Linked DNA regions of Mus musculus: all the other regions are linked to region 2. A link is a contact called in public HiChIP or PLAC-seq, Micro-C and promoter capture Hi-C data. All regions are on one chromosome and are shown on one strand. Each heading gives the region's core, a stretch centred on a gene start, on an enhancer-like site or on the middle of the called end of the contact. The rest is flanking DNA. Distances are from core to core; before and after follow the strand shown.

Evidence for each region. Promoter capture Hi-C pulls out the DNA fragments that hold promoters and counts their contacts. Hi-C and Micro-C count contacts between places; a contact is called where the count stands out from the background. HiChIP or PLAC-seq counts read pairs in DNA pulled down with a chosen protein or histone mark.
Region 1: a contact with region 2 is called in a Micro-C map of embryonic stem cells, with 4 times the contacts expected there. The contact joins the enhancer-like site here to the promoter of Ube2n in region 2. A contact is called at or near these places in 5 of 39 promoter capture datasets (the 3T3-L1 cell line, embryonic stem cells, liver and 2 more), 1 of 484 Hi-C or Micro-C datasets (embryonic stem cells), 6 of 115 datasets of contacts at active chromatin or transcription factors (bone marrow-derived macrophages, effector CD8 T cells, embryonic stem cells and 1 more) and 2 of 9 other capture datasets (adipose tissue and liver).
Region 3: an H3K27ac HiChIP or PLAC-seq map of embryonic stem cells shows a contact between it and region 2, with 27 read pairs. The contact joins the enhancer-like site here to the promoter of Ube2n in region 2. A contact is called at or near these places in 1 of 39 promoter capture datasets (liver), 1 of 484 Hi-C or Micro-C datasets (embryonic stem cells), 2 of 115 datasets of contacts at active chromatin or transcription factors (both in embryonic stem cells) and 1 of 9 other capture datasets (liver).
Region 4: a promoter capture Hi-C map of liver shows a contact between it and region 2. The contact joins the enhancer-like site here to the promoter of Ube2n in region 2. A contact is called at or near these places in 3 of 39 promoter capture datasets (cranial neural crest, liver and neutrophils), 1 of 15 datasets of contacts at CTCF or cohesin (the NIH/3T3 cell line), 3 of 115 datasets of contacts at active chromatin or transcription factors (acute myeloid leukemia and embryonic stem cells) and 1 of 9 other capture datasets (liver).
Region 5: an H3K4me3 HiChIP or PLAC-seq map of embryonic stem cells shows a contact between it and region 2, with 12 read pairs. The contact joins the promoter of 4732465J04Rik here to the promoter of Ube2n in region 2. A contact is called at or near these places in 2 of 39 promoter capture datasets (both in liver), 1 of 15 datasets of contacts at CTCF or cohesin (the NIH/3T3 cell line), 5 of 115 datasets of contacts at active chromatin or transcription factors (acute myeloid leukemia, embryonic stem cells, hepatocytes and 1 more) and 1 of 9 other capture datasets (adipose tissue).

Annotation. Positions count from the first base shown.
Region 1 is chr10:95,174,596-95,177,295 of GRCm38.p6, forward strand. Cradd (CASP2 and RIPK1 domain containing adaptor with death domain) reads right to left here. Exons shown (of 3, transcript NM_001330138.1): 3 at 144-1,383. The coding sequence ends at 1,082. Among named protein-coding and RNA genes, the nearest start is that of Gm29684, 30 kb to the left of the region's middle. Within about 2 kb of position 1,261, at least 26 of the 459 cell types and tissues checked have an H3K27ac peak or open chromatin away from gene starts, as enhancers often do. A contact at or near this core is called in embryonic stem cells, where this site is marked.
Region 2 is chr10:95,513,763-95,516,462 of GRCm38.p6, forward strand. Ube2n (ubiquitin-conjugating enzyme E2N) reads left to right here and starts at 1,400. Exons shown (of 4, transcript NM_080560.3): 1 at 1,400-1,475. The coding sequence starts at 1,446. It overlaps Gm46239 (a long non-coding RNA gene), which reads right to left and starts at 494. Exons shown (of 2, transcript XR_001779843.2): 1 at 438-494.
Region 3 is chr10:95,217,575-95,220,274 of GRCm38.p6, forward strand. The region is part of intron 2 of Cradd (CASP2 and RIPK1 domain containing adaptor with death domain); the gene reads right to left. Among named protein-coding and RNA genes, the nearest start is that of Gm29684, 73 kb to the left of the region's middle. Within about 2 kb of position 1,292, at least 52 of the 459 cell types and tissues checked have an H3K27ac peak or open chromatin away from gene starts, as enhancers often do. A contact at or near this core is called in embryonic stem cells and liver, where this site is marked.
Region 4 is chr10:95,790,602-95,793,301 of GRCm38.p6, forward strand. The region is part of intron 4 of 4732465J04Rik (a long non-coding RNA gene); the gene reads left to right. Among named protein-coding and RNA genes, the nearest start is that of 4732465J04Rik, 19 kb to the left of the region's middle. Within about 2 kb of position 1,445, at least 6 of the 459 cell types and tissues checked have an H3K27ac peak or open chromatin away from gene starts, as enhancers often do.
Region 5 is chr10:95,771,869-95,774,568 of GRCm38.p6, forward strand. 4732465J04Rik (a long non-coding RNA gene) reads left to right here and starts at 1,265. Exons shown (of 5, transcript XR_380952.1): 1 at 1,265-1,339; 2 at 1,855-1,897.

The DNA of each region.
Region 1 (2,700 bases), core at 11-2,510, 340 kb before region 2:
GAAGGGATGTGCGGGCGGGCTTAACTAAGAAACTGACGGCAGAGCAGAGCAAAGCTGACTGACTGCGGGGAGTACAAGGAGACTCTTGCTTCTCCTCATCTTATCTATTGTTAGGTTTTTGAAAGGACACAATGGACACGCACTTTATTTGCACTGAGAGAATTTAATAGAAGTTACACATTTTAAAATGTTGAAAGAAGCAGTCATGTACAGGTGATCCTCCTGCTTCAGTCTCTTAGATGGGATGACAAACACGTACACCTGTCTGGCTAACACTATGTGCAGTTAATGAAAGGCTGGACAACCCATGACGCCCCTCGGGAACTCACCGCCTTCAGCCATTCAGGCCTCAAGAGAAACACTGAGCCCTCTTGTCTCTGATCCAATGCCTTTAACAAATGGACAGAGACTCCTCATACAATTTGTTAAGATGAAGGTCTTCCGTTCTCTCCCTGGCCTCTGCAGGGAGCTTCGGTGTCTCATGCTTAATCTATACATCCTGCCTGAGTTATTTATCTCCGTCGTCACATGACTGCTATCAATCTTGCTCCACTCCCATATTTTTACACCCTCCGTCTATGCAACAGAAGAGTGGTGTGTGTGTGTGTATGTGTGTGTGTGTGTGTGTGTGTGTGTGTGATATAATACTCTCTCATTGAAAGAGGCACATTCTATATCACAATTTGCTTTTTTATTATCATCACCATTATGAAGAGCTAAATGCACAATCCAGTCTCCAGGCAACACAAGTGTAGCTGCCTTGTATGCAGGACACCTGCATTCGATGCTGTAGCATGATTTTTTGGGGGGTTGGGTAGGGTGGGTGTTGTGTTTTTTCTGGCCTCCTGTTAAAGGCCAGCCACAAAGTTCCAAACCATAGTTACAACAGCGCAGTCTTCAAGCAATTAAAGCCAATCGATGGTTGAGTGAGTGGTGGACGATCTCTTTCCGTAAACAGATCACTGAAAAGCCCAGAACAAAGCCACCTGCTGAGAAAAGTCCGGTTCAGCCAGTGTGACTTGGGAACCCACGCCCCACCACCCCCACAGCAAGTGGGGGGGGGGCGCGGGGGGGGGTCAGGTCACTCCAGCATGTGCTGGAGCAGGGAGGGATCAGCCTCCACTGCCTGGAGGCCCTTGTGTAAGCTTAGGAAGGTGGCCTGCTTCCCAAAACGCTGGCGCCAGCGGACAAAGGCCTCCACCACCTGCGAATGCACGTTGTGGGGATGGTTGGCCTTGCAGCGGTAGATGTCGGTCTGGGACAGTCCCAGAGACAGGACCACGGGCTCCCACTCCGGGCCTAGCCTCTGAGCCAGCTGGTTAATCTGCTGGTCTGATGGCGAGCTGCTGAGGATGTGTGAGGGGATTCCGGCCATCCAGTCACCTGAGGAGGAAAAGAACAGGAAATTGAATAAAGCAAGCACCTCATATAGGGAAGACTTGAGAATGGGGCGGGGCAGATAGGCGACTATTTCCGGTCTTTTTGTACTGCTCAGTTTCGTGGGCTGAACCGTGCGTGCCGCTGAAACCGCCCCCCCCTTCAGTTTTTTTTTTTTAATTAAATGTTTTCTTCATTTACATTTCAAATGCTATCCCCTTTCCTAGTTTCCTCTCCGAAAATCCCCTATCCCCTACTCCCTACCCCTGCTCCCCAACCCACCCACTCCTGCTTCCTGGCCCTGGCATTCCTCTATACTGGGGCATAGAATCTTCACAAGACCAAGGGCCTCTCCTCCCTTTGATGACCAACTAGGCCATCCGCTTAGCATCTCTTAAAAGTGTTCACTGCAGAAGATCTAAGAAGAAAAATCCATGGATAGTTGCTTAATTCTGCCTCCTTGTGTATATAGACAGACAAACATGTATCATGCTCACGGACACACTATTTTGTCACAAGGTTTTTTTTGTTTTTGTTTTTTAAACTCCTGTCTCTTTTTGTCAGAAATCTTATCAAGAGCTCTGGCTGAAAACCACTCCCCTCAATACCAGCCTGGGGGCCAGCAGTGTGCTGCTCCAAGCTGTGAGTGCTGCTCCCCTTGAAGGGTCGTGGGGAGGGGCTCGAGGCCAAACTGACAGCTTCTCTCTCCTGGCAGCCTCAATATAAAACATCGCCCAGAATAGAAGGTACAGAAGCAGGAAGCCAGAGCATCCCCTCTCCCTGAGGAAAAAAACAAGCCATAGAGGCAAGATGTGATGGGAGAAGAGACTAGAAGCCATTCGAGCTGTCTCACCATCCCAGCCAAGCCTACAGCGTAGGAGTAGGTGCTGGGGAGAGCTTGACCTTACACTTGCTAAACAGGATTCTGAAGAGTGCCAGTGTGTGTGTGGCTGTAACTGTGCCACTGTACAGACACTGACATTCTACGGGGGGCGGGGAGGGGGACCTCTAACTGGATGTGAGCCATGGAGCGAAGAAGCTAAAGCTAGCTCCTGAAAAGAGAATGCTGGGTAAAGAGGGTGGTCCAGCCCCTCCTAAGGGAACCGCATATGCAAAGGTGGAGGAACTGGAGTGTGCCAGAGACAGAGGCCAAGGGAAGTTTGAGAGGGACTCTAAGCATCCAAGATGACCGCAGCGGTGCTAAGGGTGAGGCGCGGTCATATGTGCCACAGCATCTGTATGACACTTGCTGGCCAGCTGCATCACAGTTTACTTAGCGTACTCCACAGTCACCAGCCCCTGCTTCATTTTCCGATTCAACGA
Region 2 (2,700 bases), core at 150-2,649:
TGGAGGGTGTTTTACCACAGCAACATGAAAAGAAATGGAAACACCCAGCGATCCTTGTGAGACACCTCCACTTTTAGGGCCCTCATTCTATGAGTAATCCAACGCCTTTGGGGATTACAGGCTTTTCTATCCCCTTGAGAAGGCTAGGCTGACTTCAAATTGGCAATTCAGAAGACGAGGCCTAAATCCCTGTTTCTAAGAACTAGGCAAGTCCAGGCCTCAGAAGCTGCCCCACCACCTGGCCTGAAGCAAGGACAGTGGGTCAGCAGTAGTTTCCAGACTTCCTCAGCAACAGTTTTCAGCCACTCATGTCCCCACCACACCCCTAATGTGCTTTAAATCTGAACTGTGAGCTCACTTCCAGGTCTCCATCTTGGAATGAGAGACCCTAGCAAGCTGGACTTCTGCAGAATAAAGCCCTCTCTGCGTTTACATACCGTTTGGGTCTGGGGTATCATTCTTCAGCGAATCATGCATGGACCCTTACACTCTAATCAGATCCTTCTTCTAGTTAGCACGTAAATCTCGATTGCTAGGCTCAACCTTAAGTGGTGGCACAAGCCTAGCTCTACTCAGGGGGCAGAGGCAGGAGAATCACGAGTTCCAAGTCAGCTCGGTGCGTACAGAATAGAGAGCACCAGGCCAGACTTGGTTACATAGGGAGCCCTTTCTCAGGAAAACCAACAACCACAAAGATTAAATATCCTGCAGGATCCAGGCGTTTAGAGGCCGTGCCTTTTGCCTCCTCCCTTGTTCCGAACTCTCTTTTGGGGAGCGCCAGAGAGGCCCCCTTTTTTATGTGAAATTTAAACGTTTAGAAAAAATTTTTTTTGTCGCGGGTGTGTGTGTGGTCCTTGGCAAGCAGCGTTATTCCCAGTTAGAAGCTTTGGTATTGACTTCCGGCCTGTTCGCCACCGAGGAGGAGCGCGCGACCCGCCTGCCCTGTCCGCAGGGAACCGCTGCAGCGCCAGCCCGCCACGCGCACTGCGGACACGCTGAATGAACAAACGGAACGAATGAATGAATGGGCTGCGTCGGGGGCCGGGCCTTTGTTACGTCGCCCCCCGACGCAGGCGTGGTCGCACGTACAGCGCTCGCTCGTGGACGCCGGCCGCCCAGTGTTGCCGATTCTGCCACGGGCCAAGAAGCTCGGCGCCGCCTCGCGCCGCCTCCCCCCAAGTCCCTGCCCCGCCGCGGAGCGTCACTTCCGCCACCCCCGGCTGGGGTTGGGGCGGGGAGCGCGGGGGAGGGGGCCACCAGGTCGGAGGGAAGGCTGTCGGAAGCCCGCGTCCTAGCAGGGACTACATTTCCCGAGGGGCCTCGGCGGAGGTAGCGACAGGCGGGCGCGGCGACGTTCCCCGGAAGTGGAGCCCGGGACTTCCACTCGAGCGTGAGGAGAGCGGAGCCGGAGACAAGAGCAGAGGCCGAACTCGGGATCTGACAAGATGGCCGGGCTGCCCCGCAGGATCATCAAGGTAACCGCCCAGGCGGGCTTCGGGCCACTGGCTCTGCTCCGGCGCGCCGGGCCGCGCGGCCGTCCGCTTCCCTCCGCAGCCTCCGAGAGGCCTCTCTAAGGCATCGCGGAGAAGGGTCCGGCCTCGGCGGCGAGGAAGTCGGGCGCTGAGGAGGGGGCGCCGGGGAGACTTCCGGCCGCCTCTGAACGCCGGACAAGCGGGACGCCCGGGCGGTGCGGCCGCGGCCGGGGAGGCCCTGGCGGCTGCCCGGGAGAGGGCGGGGCTGCGGGCTTCGGGCTCTGGCGCGGGACCGGTGCGGGCCTCGGCGGCTTCTGTTCCTCCGCGGGGCGGGAATCGCGGCGTGGCCTGGACTCTGGGCGCGGGTGGTGGCCCGTGGCCGGCCGCTCTGCCCCGGAGCTCCCTTCTCTTCCTCCGCAGGGGCTCGGGGCTGCGGCAGTCCCGGGTGCGGAATGAATGGACCGACCCCGAGAGCCGGGCGGGGCCGCGGGCCGGGAGAGGCCGCTCCGGGAGGGCCACGGGGTTCTGCCGGCGACAGCACAGGTTGGTCCTGGCTGCCCCGCACCTCCTAGCGACGTCCGGGGCTGGCCGCCCGGTTGCCCTGGCTTCCGCGTTCGCTTCCCGGTGTTTCTGCTGGGTAGCGCTGTGATTGTACTTCGGCTGGCTAACTCTTTGGAGACTGTTCTCTTCTCCGAGGCAAGGGCCTCAAGGGCCTCGGTTATGGGGATGATCTGTGAAACAGTTTGCCTCTCAGCTTTTGTGCGCCTTATTTGAGCGGCCCTGGGGCTCTTTAGGGATACTGAATTTTGATAAATACATAAGGAACCACGGGGGTATAAACCTCGTATCTTGATTTCCTAAAATCTTTACATAACACCATTAAGTCTTCATAGTGTTATAACCCAAGAAAACTAAATTTTTAACATTTTTTGGCATCTGTTTTTTTTTTTAATGTAGGAAATTGGTTAAAAAAATCTTGCACTGCCCAGTTTGCCAGCTAAGTGCTCAAATTGAAGCTTCACTTTGCTTGCTGTAATCCACTGAACATATATTTATAGCATTGTTCCACTCTTCCAAAGTTTTAGGGGAGATTTGTACAAAGTAAGTGGAGGGCCTCTTTGAAGGGTGTGAGACACTGTAGTTCTTCAGGCAGTCACAAATGTCTGTGAGGCTGGGGTGTCATTGACAGAAAGGTGCTTGAATTAGAAAAACAAGCCCTTTCATAGGA
Region 3 (2,700 bases), core at 42-2,541, 300 kb before region 2:
CTTATCATAAGAAATTCACTTCTAGCCAAAATTTGGAACCTAAGAGCCAATATGGTCAGGGTAAAGTTAAAGATAGTGACTAAGCCTGACAAACCACATTGCTTTTTCAAACTTCAAGTACTTTGATTTTTTTCTGGCACAAGTATCTCTTGACTAAAAGACAGTTGGTGAACTAAACCACAGATTTCATTTTTCTGAATAACTAGAAAAAGAATGGGTGAAGCCCTCACTATTTCCAAAGAAGCAGAGACTCGAAGTCAGGATATGGTAGCATGAAATTCCAGATGAGCCAAAGTGAACCCCCACACAGTATTTAGGCCACGCCTGGCGGAGCTGTACTTCGAGCTGACCTCTTTGCTTCTGGGAGATGAGGAGGAGACAGGAGTGCCATTGGTTCCTGGGAGGGATCCTGCGCACTGTCTAACCAGAGGAGCTCTACAGGAGCCGCAGTCGTAAAGTGTTCCTCAAATGGGCTACAACTCTGTGGCCTTGGGTCAGCTTCCACAACATCCTTCGCTCGGGCAGCATCCATCTCCAGCTGCTTATGACTCTTCAAAGAAAACTCCAGTAGAGGGCAGAGCCACAGAGCGGTGGGGGAGACAGGAAGCGGCGCAGGCTCAGGCTCAGGGTGTTCCTTCCAAACAGTTCCGACTACTTTTATTTACTGTAAGATCTCTACTTAGAAAGCCCCACACGGGATTTGTGAAAGAGATAACAATAACAACAACAACGACGACGACAACGACAATATAATAACTTGGACTATCTTGGCTTTGTCTTTCTACAGTATTATTTTCTATAAACATCTCTCCTACAAAATTCCTTCCTGTCTAGAATGCTGAAGATACAGAGTTTTAGCCAAGTTCACCGAGGCATCTGACATAATGTGGGCAATCCAATGCTGTTTTCCAGCTGGGAGCTAGCAAGGACACGAGGTAATCCACGGAGCTCCTCTGACCAGCTCAGGCTGGCCTCTCAGTCTCCCTCCTCCCTCCCACCGACCTCCATCCTTATCCCTAGGAACTGGTGGTATACTTTAAAGTTTAAAACCTTTTTTTTTTAAAGTAAAATGTGTACTTGATATTTTAATTTTGGCTGTGTGCCTTAGTCATTTTCTATAATTTCCCAAGCCAATCAGTTCTTTCTGTCTCAAATTACCAACAAGTAACCGGCCTCACCCATTTTCCAATTCTTTCTGACTAGCGTAGGGCCTGCTGTATCGAGGCTGCGCACACTCAGTGAGTCTGGGGAAAGCAGTGCTGGCCTTGGCCTGAGCAGGCACCTCGCACTTTCTAGCTGACTCTAGTGACAAGCCAGCGACTCTGAAAACAAATGACCACGCCAGGCATTGCTCAGCTTCGGCTTGGAGGGAACACGCAGCTTCCTGGAAAAGTACTGAGGCACTTCTGGGAAGAAAGGACACTCTCTGTTGACACAGGGATTGGACAACAGGGGCTGGGTAGAAAAATAAAAAGGAATGGCCACCGTGGTCTCTGACATACAAGGAAGCCACAGAAGGAAGGAGTGGAGAGCCGTGGCCTCCGCTGTGAAGGGAGGCTGCAGGAAAGCGAGTCTTCAGTCTCATGGGGTCAATGACAAGGCCCAGTTCCCATGGTTCTCAGTGTCCTCACATGTCCTGCCTCCTCTGACTCCACACACGATGCTGAGAGTAAAACAATGTCCTTATTTTCTCAGGTTGCCGTCAGTGTGACGAGACACAGTGAGGAGGAAAGGCCCGTTTCACCTTTCGGTTCTCAGGATACTTTCATCACTGAGGGAAGCCAGGGCAGGGACTCTAGGTAGGAACCTAGAGGCAGGAACTGAAGCAGAGGTCAGAAAGGAATCCGGCTTACTGGCTTGCCCAGGACCACCTGCCCAGGGGTGTCACCACCCATAGTCACCTGGGCCCTCCCACATCAACCATTAATCAAGAAAATGACCCACGGACTTTCCCACAGGTTAATCTGATAGAGGCATTTTCTCTTTCTTTCTTTCTTTCTTTCTTTCTTTCTTTCTTCTTCTTCTTTTTTTTTTTTTTTTTTTTTTGGGTTTCTCGAGACAGGGTTTCTCGAGACAGGGTTTCTCTGTATAGCCCTGGCTGTCCTGGAACTCACTTTGTAGACCAGGCTGGCCTTAAACTCAGAAATCCTCCTGCCTTTGCCTCCCGAGTGCTGGGATTAAAGGTGTGCGCCACCATGCGCGGCTGGAGGCATTTTCTTAATCTGGGTTTCCCTTCCCAGATAACTCTGGCTTGCAATGAGTGACCAATATAAATCAAAACAAAACAACAACAACAACAACAAGTCCACCGTGGACGGTGAGAACTCTGGTTTCAGACAAGTCATGTGACTGCAGTGAGCAACTTGAGCCCAGAAAGCCTTATCTCTTTGAGATCTAGCCCGCCAGTCAAGGAACCAATAAGCTGAGGAAAATAGAGATCACATAGTGGGCCATTTATAGCTAGGGGCGACTCACATTCAGGACCTGCTGGAGTGGACACAGTTTTTATTTTCAATTTGATGTTAAAGAAAATGAAAATCAGATAACAGAGTCATCTTAGTTACTTGCAGGACTAGCAGAGCACATCCCACTTATACTTGTGAGATGTAGCCTCATTACTCCTAACAACGCTAAGCTTAACAAATACACATTTTAAAACTCCTTCTCATGGAGAAAGCACCCAGAATAATTTGCCAATTG
Region 4 (2,700 bases), core at 195-2,694, 280 kb after region 2:
CCCCCCTGACCCCCGCTCCCCAGCTCTGGAGTGTAGCTGTGAAGACGTTATCCTCAGATCAACCACCAGTGTTGTTCTGGTTTCCTTTGCTCTGCTATCTTCTCAGCACCATGCACCATGAGGGGAGTCCCAAGTCTTCCCAGTGTTTGGCTTTCTCACTTTGAGTGGGGCATCGTACCCCGCTCAGGAAAACCTCTCCTTTGTGTCATTGCCCACAGCACGGTGGGGATGGGGGTGGGTGTGAAGCTCAGCGTCTCTTCTGTGACTGTGTCACCCACTGATCCCGCTCTCCCACTGTAGAAAGAGGTGTTTGCATTTTCACCCAGCAGAAGCTTCGCTGTCTGTCAGCTCTCGGTGACCTCATTAGCTCCCAAATTATATTTGGCTCGCTGGAAAGATGAACACACTGTACCTTCTCTGTGGGACTCATTATTTCCATTCTGGAGACTGTCATTTAGGAAATTTTGACTGTCTTTCATCCCGTATTTACACTAAGCAAAGCTGAGAATATTGTAATTGTCTGCGATGTTTTGGAAACGCTTGTCACAAACCGAAGCCAAATGCTGATTAATGTTAAATGTTATTAAGGAACTCAGCTTTTGGCTCGTTAACTGGACTCAAATGGCATTACCCATCAGCTTCAAGTTCTGATAATTGCTCAGCCCAGACTGGTGCTAATTTAGTAATAATGGTGCTAACAGATTTTGATGTTTCCCTTTTCGTGAATATTAGCTTGTATAAAGGCCAATGTGAAAGCCTTAAGTTAGGAGACCCAAGCCCCACATTTGCTATAATGAAACCGTGGGCAAATCTGTTACTTTCTCACGTCTCCGTTTCCATATCTGTAAAGTAAGAGGTTTAGGCTGCAAGCTCTTCAGTATCCTTCCGCACTGGGAATTCATGCCGTCGACATTATACAACTTGGTTTTGAACGACGTGTAAAGCAGAGACCCATTTAGGGCCATCCTAATTATAATGTGGATATGAAAGGGGGCTGGGCAAGGTTGCCAGGGTATCCCCCTCCTTTTCTGCATTTCCCTTCTATATTCATAGAGAAAGACATGTTCTCTGTTGCCTTGCAGGATAAGCCCGTAATCAAATGCTCCATACCATCTGTTTGAGAGTTTTTTGGTAAGTCATTCTTAAGTAGCTATAATCACTGTGGAATCCCAAACCATTTCCTGTTATCCTGTCTGATTTTTGAAGCAGACAGGAGATTGTCTAGCTGTGCAAACCCTGCACAAAGCAGTAATAATGGAAGGAAGAGAGGTTTGTTTTTGAGACTGCTCATTGAATCTGCTTAGCTTTTTCCTCCTTGTTTTCTTCCCGGTTTGTTAAAGGTTGAGTCTCTGCCTCCCTTTGCCGTTTCTGCCCACTCTCTTCCTGTCCTGTTCCTTAGCAAAGTTGAGGATTTCAACATACATGTTGATCATTTTTAACCTTGGCTTTGGAAGAGGGCAGCTTCAGGGGTGTTCATGATTGGTTCATGGTTACATTGATGGCTCATGCTAGAGCATGCTCGATTAAGACTGGTCATATCAAATCAGTTTGGTGAGTCCTCAGAAGATTGGACATAGTACCACCTGAGAACCCAGCTATACCTCTACTGGGCATATACCCAAAAGATGCTCCAACATATAACAAGGACACATGCTCCACTATGTTCATAGCAGCCTTATTTATAATAGCCAGGAGCTAGAAAAAACCCAGATGTCCCTCAACAGAGGAATGGATACAGAAAATGTGGTACATTTACACAATGGAGTACTACTCAGCTATTAAAAACAATGAATTCATGAAATTCTTCAGCAAATGAATGGAACTAGAAAATATCATCCTAAGTGAGTGTACTGGCTAGTTTTGTGTCAACTTGACACAGCTGGAGTTACCACAGAGAAAGGAGCTTCAGTTGAGGAAATGCCTCCATGAGATCCAACTGTAAGGCATTTTCTCAATTAGTGATCAAGGGGGAAAGGCCCCTTGTGGGTGGGACCATCTCTGGCCTGGTAGTCTTGGGTTCTATAAGAAAGCAAGATGAGCAAGCCAGGTGAGGCAAGCCAGTAAGGAACATCCCTCCATGGCCTCTGCATCAGCTCCTGCTTCCTGACCTGCTTGAGTTCCAGTCCTGACTTCCTTTGGTGATGAACAGCAGTATGGAAGTGTAAGCCGAATAAACCCTTTCCTCCCCAACTGCTTCTTGGTCACGATGTTTGTGCAGGAATAGAAACCCTGACTAAGACAGTGAGGTAACCCAATCACAAAAGAACACACATGGTATGCACTCACTTATAAGTGGATATTAACCCAAAAGCTTGGAATACCCAAGATACAATTCACAGACCACATGAAGCTCAAGAAGAAGGAAGACCAAAGTGTGGATGCTTTGGTCTTTCTTAGAAGGGGGAACAAAATAATCATGGGAGAAAATACTGAGACAAAATGTGGAGCAGATACCCAGAGACTGCTCCACCTGGGGATCCATCCCATATACAGTCACCAAACCCAGACACTATTGTGGATGCCAGGAAGTGCTTGCTGACAGGGGCCTGTTTTAGCTGTCTCCTGAGCGGCTTTGCCAGAGCCTGACAAATACAGAGGTGGATGCTCACAGCCATCCATTGGACTGAGCATGGGGTCCCCAGTGGAGGAGTTAAAGGACTGGAGGAGGTGAAGGGGTTTGCAGCCCCATAGGAAGAACAA
Region 5 (2,700 bases), core at 15-2,514, 260 kb after region 2:
TAAGGAGCCATCTGTTTTTGAATAGAGACTCCAGTGAGAATCTGGCCGCAAAGTAGAAAAGCATAGACTTTTAGTGTAAAACCAAAGTCCGTACTTATAGAGTGCTTACTATGCACCTCAATCTTATGGAGATCTCTCACATATTAATGCATATTAATCCCTAAAACACCCTTTTAGATACAATTAGACATTTCCATTGTCTTTCTTTTCATGAGAGACAAATGAAGGAATGAAGACGGTTATCGTTTGTATATGCTTAGCCCAGGGAGTGGCGCGATTAGAAGGTGTGGCCCTGTTGGAGTGTGCATGGCCTTGTTGGAGTAAGTGTGTCACTGCAGGTATGGGTTTTAAGACCCTCATCCTAGCTTCCTGGAAGCCAGTCTTCTGCTAGCAGCTTTCAGATGAAAATGTAGAACTCTCAGCTCTGCCTGTACCATACCTGCCTAGACGCTGCCTTGCTCCCACCTGGATGATAATGGACTGAACCTCTGAACCTGTAAGGCAGCCCCAATTAAATATTGTCCTTTATAAGACTTGCTTTGGTCATGGTGTCTGTTCACAGCAGTAAAACCCTAACTAAGACAAAGATCAAGTGCTTTTTAACATTTAGTCTAATATGCTGAGACTCGAACCTACCTCGTCAATCCAGCTCTAGAGTGTGTTCTCTCACCCACTATACACTCAGGTCACCAATACGTGAGGATGTGATGGAGGTATCTTGATCTCTGCTGGGAATGGAACTATTCTGCTCATTGTGGGGCCTCCTCTCCATTTCCCACCTCCAACTGGCCAGTGAGTCCTGGTCCATTCTGTAGGAGACATAATTTCTTCTGGCCATCCACTTTTTCTTCTTCAGCAAGCTTCCACTCCATAGTTCAGGCTGTCCTAGAATTCACGATTCTCCTGCCTCAAATCCTCTAAGTGCTAGGATTGCAGAAACCCCCAGGAACAATGTACAGTTGCCATTGTTTCCTAGGAATAATCCATTCATATGTAATGATGAAAACAAAGACTCCTATCTCCAAGGCTGAGATGGACAGAACCACAGTTGGTGACTAGTAGTGTGAGTCACATAGTGTGAGCCACGTGGATTCATGGCAAACCTGACAGACATGGGTAGAGGCCCAGGGCACTACAGGGGGTCACCCGGTGCCAAGGAAGTCCTGCCTGCTCACTGCCTGGTGTTTGGCACAACACCTGGTGCCGAGCAGGTGTTCAGAGCAAGAACGATTGGAAGCTCGGATGGAAACAGCTAGGTCTCGACATGGGCAGCGGTGTGGTGATTGGAGGTGAGAGGGCAGCAGACCCAAATTTGACCTACTTTACTATCCTGCTCCAGGTAAGCTAGGAGAAAAGCTGAGTGCCAGATTTCCAGTCCACAGGGAAGAGCACAATGCCCAGACCATGCAACAGTGTGCTGTCATAGCTAAGGTTCCTAGCTTAGAGGGAATCCTTTCACCTTTGTCTTCCATCGCAGCAGGCTTATGGATTCTGCCTCCTTAAATAAAGGGACCTTGGTCTCCATCCACGTAGGGTGTTTGGTGGGGTGGGGTGGGGAGGGGGAGGCCATCTGGGTCCTGTCACTAGCCTCCTCTGTATTGGTGCTCAACGAGGATCAGGCTATGGGTGCTCTCCTTTATCTCCCCAGCAGGTGCTGACAGCTGAGCCATTCCACACACCTTTGGGGCAAAGAACCGCTGGAAGCCCGGGCCAAGTTCAAAGACCGAACATTCTTTCCAAGGCGACCAGAAGCACCCTGGAGGGCTGGCTCCTAGTTACATAAGCCACAGGTTAGCAGGTCCCCCACTGATGTACTCCGCCTGAGCCTCTCTGACTTACGCAACTATTACGCAGACGCACTTGTCCAGTGTGGCAACAGCCGCTACGTTGCTATCAAGTATGTGGTGTATCCGCCCATACTCACTTAGACAACGCTAAAGCTCTTCACCACCAGGTGGTTAAGGCAGTCTGATCGGGCTGGCAGGAGGGAAAGGCATGACTTACTGTAGCTCTTGGCCCAGGCCACCGAACACTCAGTACCTTGTACCCCGTTAGCCTTGGGCAGTAAACCCTCTGATAAAATGTTCTCTTTTGGTGTTTGTTTTTCCTGGCAGTCTCATTTTGGGATATAAATGGTTCATTATTTCCACCCCATAGATCCATTCTTGCTTTCTGAAGAAAAAAAAAAAGGAAAGATTGGTTAAAAAAAAAAAAAAATCATCACTGGGGTGACCCCTCCTCTTCTCAAATGTTCTGACCTTGAATGAGGCCAAGTTTCCACACTGCTCTGGGCCATCTACAGCCGAGCCAATGTGGGAGAGGTTGACTTAGGGAAGGCAGCCGTGAACAGGGGATATAAATATATTACACTAAAACACTTGGTGCCATTAAATGCCAGGAAGTGGCATAGACCTTCTCCCCCTCCCCCCCCCCCCACCAGCCCCTGCAACCTTTTCAGAGGATACTTGGTGAGCATCAGCAGTTAGGAAGTTGGAACAGGGTCCCTCCCCAGCTAGGTCATTTTCCCTGCAGGGCATCTTGGAGGCAAATTTTATTAAGGATCAAGTAACTGGCCCAAAGCAGTATAAATAGCGAGAGAGCATATGACAAGCCCGGCAATGAATGTGGCCCGGGCTCAGGCAAGGCGCCTGCTGTGTTGACTGCTACACTGCAAGCTTGCATGGAGCAGTCTTCCCGGAA